Regions from separate parts of the Mus musculus genome. Here region 1 is linked to region 2. The links are chromatin contacts, called in public Hi-C maps. All regions are on one chromosome and are shown on one strand. The core of a region is the stretch at or near the end of the contact, and the rest is flanking DNA. Distances in the headings are between cores, read along the strand shown. Region 1 overlaps Prkcb (protein kinase C, beta). Region 2 holds the start of Chp2 (calcineurin-like EF hand protein 2).

Region 1 (5,618 bases), core at 1,391-3,890, 250 kb before region 2:
TAAAAACCTTTTTCTCTGGATACTATTGTGAAGCTGGGACAAGTCCCTGCTAGTGTTCTCTCTGTCTCTCTGTGTATCTTTCTGTCTCTCTCTGTTTCTATGTCTCTCTGTGTGTCTCTCTCTATGTCTCTGTGTGTATATCTCTGTCTCTATGTCTCTGTGTGTCTCTGTCTCTCTCTCCTTCCTCTTCTCTCTTCCTCCTCCTCCTCCCACTTCTCCTCTTCTTCTCCCTCTCCCTTCCTCCCTCCTTCTCTCTCTTGATGTTCTCAGTTCTCGAAGGCTAAGATGTCTGAGAGCACCCAGGGAAGTGGGCAGGGGAGTGGCTGAGGACTCAAGTCCTGGAGTCATGTCTGACTCCTGGGTCTTGTATGCTAGATGGGCCACTTGACAGCTTCGTGACTCTGAACGAGGGGCTGAACTCGCCACACCACAATCATTGTGCCTGACAACTGAGTGGTCATCCTCAGAGATGTGAGGTGAGGTGGGGATTCGGTGAGACGGTCTCCTTAAAGCACCTGATATTTAGTAAGGGCCAGGAAATGGTGGCCAAATGCACCACCAGGTCGGTGTTTGAAGCAATCGGCGTAGACTGTCTCTTTGAATGTCTCTGCTCCCTAGATCTCAGCTCTCAGGTCAGGCAGAGAGAGCACTGCAGCCAGGAACAGTCGCCTAGTGTCTCACTTTCTCAAAGACTTGGCTGCAAGGTTGTAAGCTCTCCAACTATGCCAAAAAGATCGGTGCAGAAACAAGCAAGCACTACCATTTCCTCAGGGTGTGGCTCCACCTCAGCCTTTCTCTGCTGGGCCCCCAGGGACCTGGACTTCTGGCTCAGGGGAGCACAATCAGATCAGCCAGGCTGAAGAGGGAATTAAAAGGTCACTGGACAGAAGATTTAGTTAACAGAAGAGTCAGTCAGGAAGGGCCCAAGGAGATGGGTCGGTGTGGGAGTGCTTACCATGCAAGCTTGAGTCCAGATCCCGGGCCCCCGAGTGAAACCTGGAACAGTAGAGCTCTAACCCATGGTGAGTGGGTGGGGCAGATCCTGAGAACTTGCTGGAATGTTCCAGGTTCCGTGAGAAAAGGCATCCTCCACCTAACTATTTCTCAGTCCAGGGATTTACCCAGCCTCCTGGCCAGGACTCGACCCATAGAAGACATCATTTTGCAGAAGGACGGGCTGATGTGAAGATGAGGAACCCTTTCTACCTTACAGTCCTGCAAACATTGGCTCTCCCTCTCCTCCCTCTCCCTGTTTTCCTCGTCTCTAAAATGGAGTGGATGTTAATAACTACCTCAAAAGGTTACCATACATGGGAAAAGTGCATGACCAACACCAACACCGAGCGACCTGGCGTTGTCGTCAGCAAATGCTGGAGGAGACAGAGTGAACCCACCCAGACCTAAGGCCATTCTAAAGTTGGAACCACCCCTTCGTCCCCACAGTTCCTAAGGCAGCCTGGCAGAACTGTCATGGTAGACGAGCATGCAGCAAGCATTAGCCATGGCTCCCCCCAGCCCTCTAGCCCACTCCCATCCTGCCTCCTGCAGAGAGCTTCCTGGACTGTCTCCACTGCAGTGCTCTCTTCCTATCTCTTTAATAGTCCAGGATCCCACCCCAGCCACACCACAGCACCGGGCAAAGCTGGGCACTGCATCACTAGGCTTAGCCACACCCACTCCAAACAGTTTCTGTAACAATTCTTCTCCTGGCCTCTGCCTCTGTTGTTCCCCCTGCCTGTCATGTTCTTTTCTGGAAACTGCAACAAGCTCTCTTCCAAGCTTGCCACTGTAGTCTCAGACAAATGCCACCATCTCCGCTAGTGACAGGCAGGCCACGGATCACACTCCTTTACTTCCTCACAGGCTGTCTTAGGGACATGTCTTGTTTATTTTGTGTTCATCTCTCATCATTGAGAAAAATGAAGGCGTCGTGAATGTGCCTGCAGTCTTTTGCAGGAGAGCAGGGGAGGAACACAGGAGGCACCCGGCAAATATTTGCTCGTGAGAGATCTAGCTTTCAAACCGAAGCCTGCCCCTAAAGCCCAGACTCGAAACCACAATGCTTCAGCAACCCATCCATGAGAAAAGCCAGCCAGAAGCAGGAGCCTGGCCAGCTCTTTTGGACAGATGCGAGTTCCCTGCGGGAGGTAGAGACGCGGGCTAAGGGTAGAAGGCCCTGGTGATCTGGTACCAACTCAAGCCGAGAGCTCATCCTGCATGAGGAGTCTCAAGCCAAGACACAGAAGATTCAGAACAGAGCAAGAGGGGGTCCTGGCTCAAGGGGCTCTGATCTCAAATCTTCACAACACCTGAGATGCTGTGAGGGTGGAGGAACTGGTAGGCATCCTCCATACAAGACATGGGCCCCTGTGCCCAACCCACATGGGAGCAGAGCACGGGTGCCGCCTGCCCCCTAGTGGCCAATGAGGCAAACTCTTTCTGCTTCTCTTGGGGTTCTTAACCAGCCGCAGGGTGACTGGGATTTCTGAGTGCAGAAATGTGCACAGGGATTTTGTTAAAATGTAGATATCGACTTGCAGGCTTGGAGTTGAGCCTGAGATTTCTGAAGGTCTAACCAGTTCCCTGATGTTGCAGCTGGTCTACAGAGCAGCTGGGGTGTCCAGTGGTTTCTGAAACAAAAAAACGGAACTCTGAGGCATTAGGAAGTCAGACCACAGGATTGAGAATGGAAGGTACTGTCGCGGCAGGGGTTTCTTTAAGTAAAAGAATCTGGACTAGAGGTGGGATTGGGTGGAGCTTGGTGGTGATGGAGCTGCCGGAAGAAGGCCGGCCACCAGTGTGCCTAAAATCCAAAGAACAGACCCAGCTCCTGAGATAGAGAGACAGGGAGAGGCAATAGAAACTTGAAGTTCCCAGGCAGGGCATAAGCCTGGTTCTGCCAGGCCCATGCCCACCCAGCATCCTGCTCAAAGCCACCAATGTACAGTCCCTGAGTATGTCCACTCAGTTTTGATTGCTACTCTTTGGGGAGCCATTTTATTAAAAGCTTTTGTCCTATTTAAACATTTTTCCATTTTACTGTTTGTTTGGTTTTTTTTCTCAAAAGGTATAAAAGTAAGAAGGGGTAATCGTGGTGCACACCATTAATCCCGGCACTTGGGAGCTGAGGCAGAAGGATCTCTCTTGAATTCAAGGCCAGGCTGTCTACAAAGTGCGTTTCAGGACGGCTACACAGTGGGGAGACGGCTTCTCTGGGTGAGGATGCCTTCTCTACAACCCTAAGTACCTAGGTTCAAATCCCCAGCACCCATGTAAAACGTCAGGTGTACACACCTGTAACTGCAGTCGTACAGGGTGATAGAGTCAGGAGAATTGCTGGGGCTTGCTGGCTGCCAGCCCAGCTCCAAATTTAGTAACAAATCAGACCAAGAGTGATAATGTCCTCATCTTGTCACTGTGCTTGTTCATGGATGCATACACATGTGCACACACATGCACACTATACAATATACACACACATAACACATATATATGTATATCTATATACACACACACACTCATATATATATATATATATATTTACCACACATCTATATATACATATATATCCACACACTTGCACACATACACATGTACACATACATCATTTACACATGCATGCCACAATATACACATATGCATACACATAAATGCTCACATGTATTCACGTGTACAGATGTACAGATACATCATTTACATACACATACATTACACACATACACACATGTACATACATTTACAATACTTATATATACACATACAACACACACACACACACACACACACACACACACACACACACAAATGTGATATAATCCCAGTTCTTCAGGAGATGAGGCAGGGGGATCATGAGTTCAAACTCATCCTGGATAACTTTAGCCTCTATCTCAAAATTAAGTTCTCAAAGGAAGGCTCAGGTACCCAGCATTGGTCTGGCATCACAAGGCCCTAGATTCAAGCCCCAGGACACAAAAATGTAAAATGTATCTACTGCAACCAGAGGAACAAAGAGAAGAAGAGACGATGCTCTCCCCACCTCCAGCAAGGCCTCCACTCCTGATCCCCTGTGACCCCAGTATCTGCAGCCCAGCTCATGTGCTTCCTCCCCTTTAGTCCCACACTTATGAAACACACAAACACACCTTGTACACAGGGAGTATCGGCTGCAGTTGCTTATTTAGTCGATGGGAATTCATAGCAGATACTTTTATGAAACCTAACCTTCTTACATAATGGCTATGGATGTACCTCTAGGTCCAGGGGTTCTTTTCAGAGGCAGCCAAGGAGCAAATAGTCCAGGCTACACAGACCATATGAACTCTGCCATTTGATTGAAAAAGAGAAAAGCAGCCAGAGACACCATGCAAATAAATATGAGTGTGGTATAATAACATCTCATTATAGAAACAGGCTAGATTTGGCCCCAAGTCATAATTTGCCAACTTCTACAACAGATCAATAGCTGTAGCTGGGTTGGTGTTGTTTAATTATTTAGAATTTGTATTTCTTAAGTCGTATAAGTAGAAAGAAACACAACATAATTTGAAAGTATATGGCATATAATTACATGACTTAATGAATTGTATAAACTGAGCACAACTGGATAACAATTCCTGTTCAGAAAAGGACTAGCCTATTCAAAGCCGACATTTCAGCAACTGCCTAACATCCCAAAAGACGGATATGTTCTGTTCAAGCTTATTACTCTTTCCACCACAGTCGGTAAACACGCTCATTTGGTACCTGTTCCTCTGTGTGACAGTGTTTATTTTAGTTGGACAGATTCCCAAACAGGGAATTCGAGAGCCACCACACATAGGTGCATTTTAATGAACATTGCTAGGGACTCCTCCAGAGATGGTAACAAGTCAGAGTCGGGTGGTGCTTTCCTTAGTGAAGCTCCTCGGGCAGTTAGAACAGTGCTTGTGCTGTCTTCCCTCTTAGGGTTGGGGGCCTCGGGCCATTGCCTGACCTTGGCTCTTCCCCTAAAGCTCTGGGAGGACCAGGACAAGGATTGAGCAGCTCAGCTTTCTCCAATTCCTCGAGATTTTCAACAACCAACACATCCACCTACAACTTCCGGGCTAGAAAGGAAGCATGGGCTGGCCCTGGCCTGTGCCGTGTGCAGACCGCTCTATACTACTGCAGAGGTGGGAAGACCACATGACCCAGCTTCTTTATGCCAGCCAACGACACTCCACCCTGCCGGGCTCATTTCAAGAGTTGGCTCTCCAGCCAACGCACAGGAAGGTTCCGAAGAGCCTGCTTCACTGCACTGTGAGCCCTTCACACAGCAACAGCTATGAAGTATGATACAGCCTGAGGGGTTTAAGTTGTCAAGGGCTCCTTAGCTCCCAGACTCCCTAAGGGCACATGGGATAGTGAGGGCAGGACCCCCCTCGCCCCCCAACAGTGTTTAATAGATCCTCACTGATTTCTGTGACATCACACACACACAACTGTGTTTAATAGATCCGTAGTGATTTCTGTGACATCAATCAATCAGTCAGTCAATCAATCATCAATCAATCAGTCGAGGAGGAATGGATGGGGCTATGGCAGAGTCAAACGCGATTGTCAAAACTCAGATACTGGACACTGCAGATGTGTATATAGGA
Region 2 (5,949 bases), core at 3,187-5,686:
ACTTTAAGCATTGTCTTAGATTTCTATTGCTGTGAACAGACACCATGACCAAGGCAACTCTTGTAAGAGACAATATTTAATTGAGGCTGGCTTACAAGTTCAGAGGTTCAGTCCATAATCATCAAGGCGGGAACATGACATCAACTAGGCAGGCGTGGTGCAGTAGAAGCTGAGAGTTCTACATTTTGTTCCAAAGGCAAACAGAAGACTGGCCTCCATGTGGCCAGGAGGAGGGGCTCAAAGCCTCCCCCCCACCCCCCACCCCCCACAGTGACATACTCCCTTTAACAAGGCCACACCTACTCCAACAAGGCCATACCTCCTAATAGTGCCACACACTGGGCCAAGCATATTCAAACCACCACAAGCATATTTTGTTGCTATTTTAACTTTTTAAAAGTTTTTACTTATATGTTTGTGGTCGCTTGCCTGTATTTACAACATACATGCAATATCTTTGAAGACCAGAAAAGGGCATCAGATTCCCTGAAACTTGAGTAACAAGTTGTTCTGAGCCATCCAATGTGGGTACTAGAAACTGACCTTGGGTCCTCTGAAAGAGCAGTGAGTGCTCTTAAAGGCTGATCCATCTCTCTAGCCCCAATTTTTACATTGTTATTTGAAAGATCTCTAAATAAAAGCAATAGTCTTTGAGTAGGAAAATTCCACAGCTTGATATATATATATATATATATATATATATATATATATATATATATATATACATATATATATCACATCACTATCTCTATATCTTGTGTCTGTGTATGTGCTTCTATTCTGCCTCAAAGTGACTTGTATACTCTTTTCTGCAGTCTGACAATGTTTGAACTTCTTACCATGAGCACAACGAATTATTCTGCAAACCTTGGAGTACCCATATACTTTAGGAAAATAAGTATGGTTTAAATTACTGTACCCCATCCTCCCACCAGCCACCAACCCCATCATATTATCTTTCATCAAGGGGATCAGAGAAAACCCATTCAAGAGGCCATATTTCAAGATTCCCTTAATTTGCTCAACCAAGTAGCAAAGAGATGCATCATTCACGTTGCCCGAACAAAACCAACATAAACACACACACACATACACACACATTTTTCTGATAACATTACTTCATTTTCCTTAAGGCAACCACCTCTCACTCTATGCTAAGACTTCAGGCATTATTTCAAGGTTTTGGAATTATTATATGACACAGGCATAGCTTTTTTGGATGTTCCATTCCCCTGGAGATAGAGAAAAGACCCAGCTGGGTCAATGATGCTGCTTGGTTGGCATTTCTGGAGTAAGACAACTCTTCCTCTGGGTTAGTGTGCTAAGCAGATGTTAATCTGGATAGCTGTCGGCCCTTTGTACCCCCAAAAAATGATCCCAATGCAAGGAGGCAGCCAAGCTGAGAACCCCAGGTGACAAAACTCAATTCTGGTGACACCATGCTTGTCCTTGGATCCAGCTGTCCCTAAAGGCAACTACTTCCAGGCTGTCTAGTCACAGGCGTGTGTCACTCTTCTCACGTTTTTTTTTTTTAATCAGGTCACTTTGGGTTGGCCTTTCAGCCACTTGCAACCAAATCACTGAGTGATTCACAAATCTGAGAGCAAATGAGACTTCAGCACACATTCTTCCAACTTCCTTTCCTAGCCCTAAGCAAAGTTTCAAAGTAGAATATGGCTTGTGGGATCCTGCCTCCAGGGGACCCAGGTAGGTAAATCCCAAGCCCACAGACGTCTACGTGAGTCAGACACAGGGGTCACTTCAGGATCCGGATGCTCATTTTTTGTTCGATGTTCATCTTCTCTAAGGACTGGGGAGAGATGGGCGAGGTCAAGACAAGAGGCTTGAATCTCAACCCCTCCCCTGGAGTCCTAGCATCTCCCAGAATGCACCTCTCCCCGGTCTCTCCCATCCTCCAGTTAATTGTATTTCCCTACCCTTCTGTCCCAGGCACTCCTGATCTCAACCCCTCCTAACCTTGGTGAACTCCAGGAAGGACACAGCCCCATCCCCGTCCTCATCAGCTTCCTGCACTGTACGGTCTGTGATGCTCTCCAGCTGCTCATCCGTCACCTGGACCCCAACCATGAGGCGGAGAACCTGGGAGGGGAGAGAAGAGGCAGTCAGAGAGAAGAGCCACAGAGGCTGCTCCTCCAGCCCCAGCCTTGCCCACCTCATCCCGTAAGTTATAACCAATTTTTTTCTCACGCACTTTTCACCATCAAACTCAATTTCCCCTACAGCCTGTAGTAAATGCCTGGCACTGTGTCACTGTCTAGTTGTATAGCCCAATCGACACCCATCCTCCACTCTACAACACCTTACTCTCCACCCTAACTTTATCATCTATCCCAGAGTCTTGGCACTAATGACATTTGGACCTAGATAAGTCCTTGATGTGGAAGGCTGTCCTAGGTGTTTGGGTGTGTATAGCAGTATTGCTGGCCCATTCCTGGTAAAAATCGATTGGGTGATCTCTTCCCGGTAATGACAACTAAGTATCTCAGATACTGGCAAGAGGCGGCATTACTCCCAAGTTGGGAATCTGAGCTCTATTCCCAGTCTCTTACCTATTTCCTCCCCACCCCTTGTCCTAACTAACCCAACCCCAGCCCATCTCAGGTCTTACCTAACACACAATCATTTGCAACCCCAGTCATCATACACACACACACACACACACACACACACACACACACACACACACACCTCCATTTAACCATCCTGCCCTGCCCACATCACATCTGATGCAGCCATGGTCTTCTGACCTGTAGCATTTCATTCCTGGAGATCTTCCCATCCCGATCCAGATCATAGAGCTGAAATGCAACTGGGAAAGGAGAGGGAAAAGGAAGTGAGGCTCCTGAGCTGACAATAAGTCCTCACCAGGCTCACGGGGGGGGGGGGGGGGGGGACGGGGGGGGGGGACGAGGGGGGGCGCACACACTCACAGCGCAGTTTGTTCATTCTGCTGTTTAGGGGTTCAGGTTGCTTGGGGTCTCGGAGTGTGGCATCTTCTTCATCTATAGGTCGAAAATAAGCCAGGACCCTGGCAAAGCCTGCGAAATACAGTCTCTGACTTCTAGAGGGACAGGGATGGAGAAGGTCAATGGTCACCCAAGCTGCCACCATCTGAAGCCTCACCTCCCACCCACGTCCATTTCCCCTCCGGTCAGCCAGTAGAGACTTCACCCGTTGGGGAAGAAGCTGTCTATAATGCGGTCACCCAGTGGATTCACAGCCAGTGCTCCGATCTGCTGGAGGTCTAGGCGGCTGTGAAGACAAAGCAAGGAAGGCAAAAAAGGAGGCAGATGGAGGTGTCAGTGAGGGGATGGGGCCAGAAAAAACAGAGGCAAAAGATCTTAAGATCTGTTCTGCTCACCTTAGGAAGCCCTTTTCATCCCTGTCCAGGGCTTGGAACCGGTGGTAGAGGCGGAGCAGGCTGGCTTGCGAGACTGCGGAGAGGAGGTGGGGATGAGTCCGCAGAGGACTCACAGGTCTTTATTGCCAGGCCCCTTGTGACTTGGGGTGCGCTGTAGAAACCCCGGCCAGGGGGCGTGGGCGAGGAACAAGAGGGCTTATTCTCATCTTTAACGCCCCCCCCCCCCAACATAAAAGGGTCTTCTATCTCTCCACCCTCAGCGCAGCTTCAACCACAAGGAAGAAGCTCACGGGCGAGGATAAAGGGAGAGAGTTACCCTTTGCAAGACCAGGTGTGTGGAGTCGACTCTGCTGGAGAAAGCTTGGCTCCAGAAAACACTAGGTTGGAGAACCCAGGAAGTTCCCAGAGCCCAGGATATAGCTCCCCCTGCATCTGTCCTCAGCTCAGCCTTCAGCCTCCAGCCGAGCTCAAAGACACCTGAGTGAATCTGGTCCATCAACCCGGACTGCCTCAAACTTGGCTCTCAGGTACCTTGCGAACCCGGACACTGGGTCTCGGTTTCCCAGCTCCAGAGGCGCAAATTCCCAGACTCAGATTCCAAACCCTCTAAGTCTCTGCGATCTGGAATACTCAAGCTACATTCTAGTGACACACACACACACACACACACACACACACACAAAACACTACACTACACTAAACCTCCTCCTGTGCCCGCCCACGAACTACTGGGCTGCGCTGACCACCACCACTACCAGCACCCATACTCACAGCCTGTCTCTCTGCGAATGTGCTCCACGTCTGGAATGAGCGCGATATGAGAGCTTCGTGAGCCCATGGCAGAGCCACAGGAGGAGACGAGCAGCCAGGGGAACCAGGAGTCCTCTGCTTCCTCTCTCCTCCCGTCCAAAAGGCGCGGCTGCCCAGTGGCCCCAGAGCCGAAGGTCACGGTCCTGGAGAGCAGCCAGAATCTAGGCGTTTTTCGCCTGCCACCTACAACTCTGGGAGAACAGAAAACAATGCCCGGAGTAGCAGGTCAGAGGGGAAGGCTGAAAACAACTGGTCGTTTCAGCCTGGAGATTGAGGTCGCCAGAGGCTGGGCAGCGATGCCAGGGCCCCGCCTTCCTCACGCCTGTGTGAGCCAGTTTTCTCCCAACACTCCCTAGACACAAACCCACCTCCTCCACAGGACCTCCCAGATCCGCTCAGCCAGTGCTGCTCACTCAGTTTAAATCCTACTGGGCAGGATGAAGATTTTCTTCTGGGGAGCAGAAGAGGGGGCAGGGGGCAGGGAGCAGGGACGGCTCCCTGGGCAGGAGGGATGGGGATGGGGAAGTCCGGGCTCCACTAAGTGGTACAGCATAGACGGGAATCCCAATTACGCTCTCCTTATTCTACATAAGGCCACGATGTTTTGTCTATGTGGGATTATCCTGTGGCTGAACTAATTCTTAAGATTCACGAAGCCTCCGGACACCAGCACTGAGGAGGTTGACGCAGGAAATTAGCCATGAGTGGGTGGCTACTCTGAGCTACATGTGTCCTAAGCCAACCTAGGCTTCCTTGTTTCTCAAAACAAACAAATGTGTTAAGATTTATCCAAAATCCAGACTCATGGATTCTCTGAGAAATCAGAAATTCTGGGGCTAACTTTGCGACTGAGTGGGATGGCATCACCTGCCATACAAGCCCAAGGCCCTGGGTTTGACACATTGCAGTGGGCTGGGGAAATTCCTAGACATTTTGATATCTCGAACAAGAGGCTATTTTCCACAGGGTTTGACACATTGCAGTGGGCTGGGGAAATTCCTAGACATTTTGATATCTTGAACGAGAGGCTATTTGCCACAGTGCCCAAACAACCCATGTTCACTCTCCCAATGTGACAACAGGTGTGTAACCTCTTAGGCTTCTCACCAGTTCCCAACACCAACAAGCTGAAGTCTGTGACCTGGCTTAAAATCCTAAACAGTCACCTCACAGTTGGCACATTCACACAGCATTCTATCAGAACATAAGCATCTGAAGAGGATGTGCTGAGACAGAAATGGAGAAGCACGGGCAGGTCATGAAGAACCGATGTCTATCTAGATCATATAGTCCATGTAACACCCAGAACCAGTATGCTAGAACTCAACTCGGAGAATTTGCAATTTTAGGGGCCCTATAAGAGCAAACTGAACACAACCTGAACTGTGGACAGGAATTTAGTGACATTCAATAAAGTATTTTTAGAAGAATCGAGGCCGAATTCCAGATTGATTCTCCTCGATGTTTGTTTTGAACAACAACATCCGTGGTAGGGTACCCTCAGGCGTAGGATGGGGCACTGTGCTGATACCTAGACAGCCCCCTGCTAACATTGTCCCACATGAACACAGGCAGGGGTGCCCTTTAACCCTTCTACCTTGGGTCCGTTTATTATCTATTAGGATGATATTAATAATGAAGCCTCCTCCTCCATTTCTGTGATTAGTGAAAGAAGAGTGTGAGGCAAGCTGGATGCAGGATGTCACACGCAGTGAGAGGCAAACAAATGCAAAAGGCAGCGTCTCATGCAACAGTAC

Evidence for each region. Hi-C and Micro-C count contacts between places; a contact is called where the count stands out from the background.
Region 1: a Hi-C map of bone marrow-derived macrophages shows a contact between it and region 2, with 32 read pairs. The contact joins the enhancer-like site here to the promoter of Chp2 in region 2. A contact is called at or near these places in 7 of 39 promoter capture datasets (the C10 cell line, the HPC-7 cell line, cranial neural crest and 4 more), 3 of 484 Hi-C or Micro-C datasets (bone marrow-derived macrophages, centroblasts and regulatory T cells), 6 of 115 datasets of contacts at active chromatin or transcription factors (bone marrow-derived dendritic cells, embryonic basal ganglia, embryonic forebrain and 3 more) and 3 of 9 other capture datasets (adipose tissue, liver and pancreatic islet).

The regions. Positions count from the first base shown.
Region 1 is chr7:122,467,598-122,473,215 of GRCm38.p6, reverse strand. All of the region lies in intron 5 of Prkcb (protein kinase C, beta), which reads right to left. Among named protein-coding and RNA genes, the nearest start is that of Gm51497, 170 kb to the right of the region's middle. Within about 2 kb of position 2,640, at least 13 of the 459 cell types and tissues checked have an H3K27ac peak or open chromatin away from gene starts, as enhancers often do. A contact at or near this core is called in bone marrow-derived macrophages and microglia, where this site is marked.
Region 2 is chr7:122,217,983-122,223,931 of GRCm38.p6, reverse strand. Chp2 (calcineurin-like EF hand protein 2) reads right to left here and starts at 4,436. Exons shown (of 7, transcript NM_027363.1): 1 at 4,154-4,436; 2 at 3,383-3,455; 3 at 3,193-3,273; 4 at 2,952-3,082; 5 at 2,769-2,830; 6 at 1,978-2,100; 7 at 1,393-1,810. The coding sequence starts at 4,220. The coding sequence ends at 1,757. Gm51496 (a long non-coding RNA gene) reads left to right here and starts at 2,095. Exons shown (of 2, transcript XR_003946871.1): 1 at 2,095-2,181; 2 at 5,859-5,949.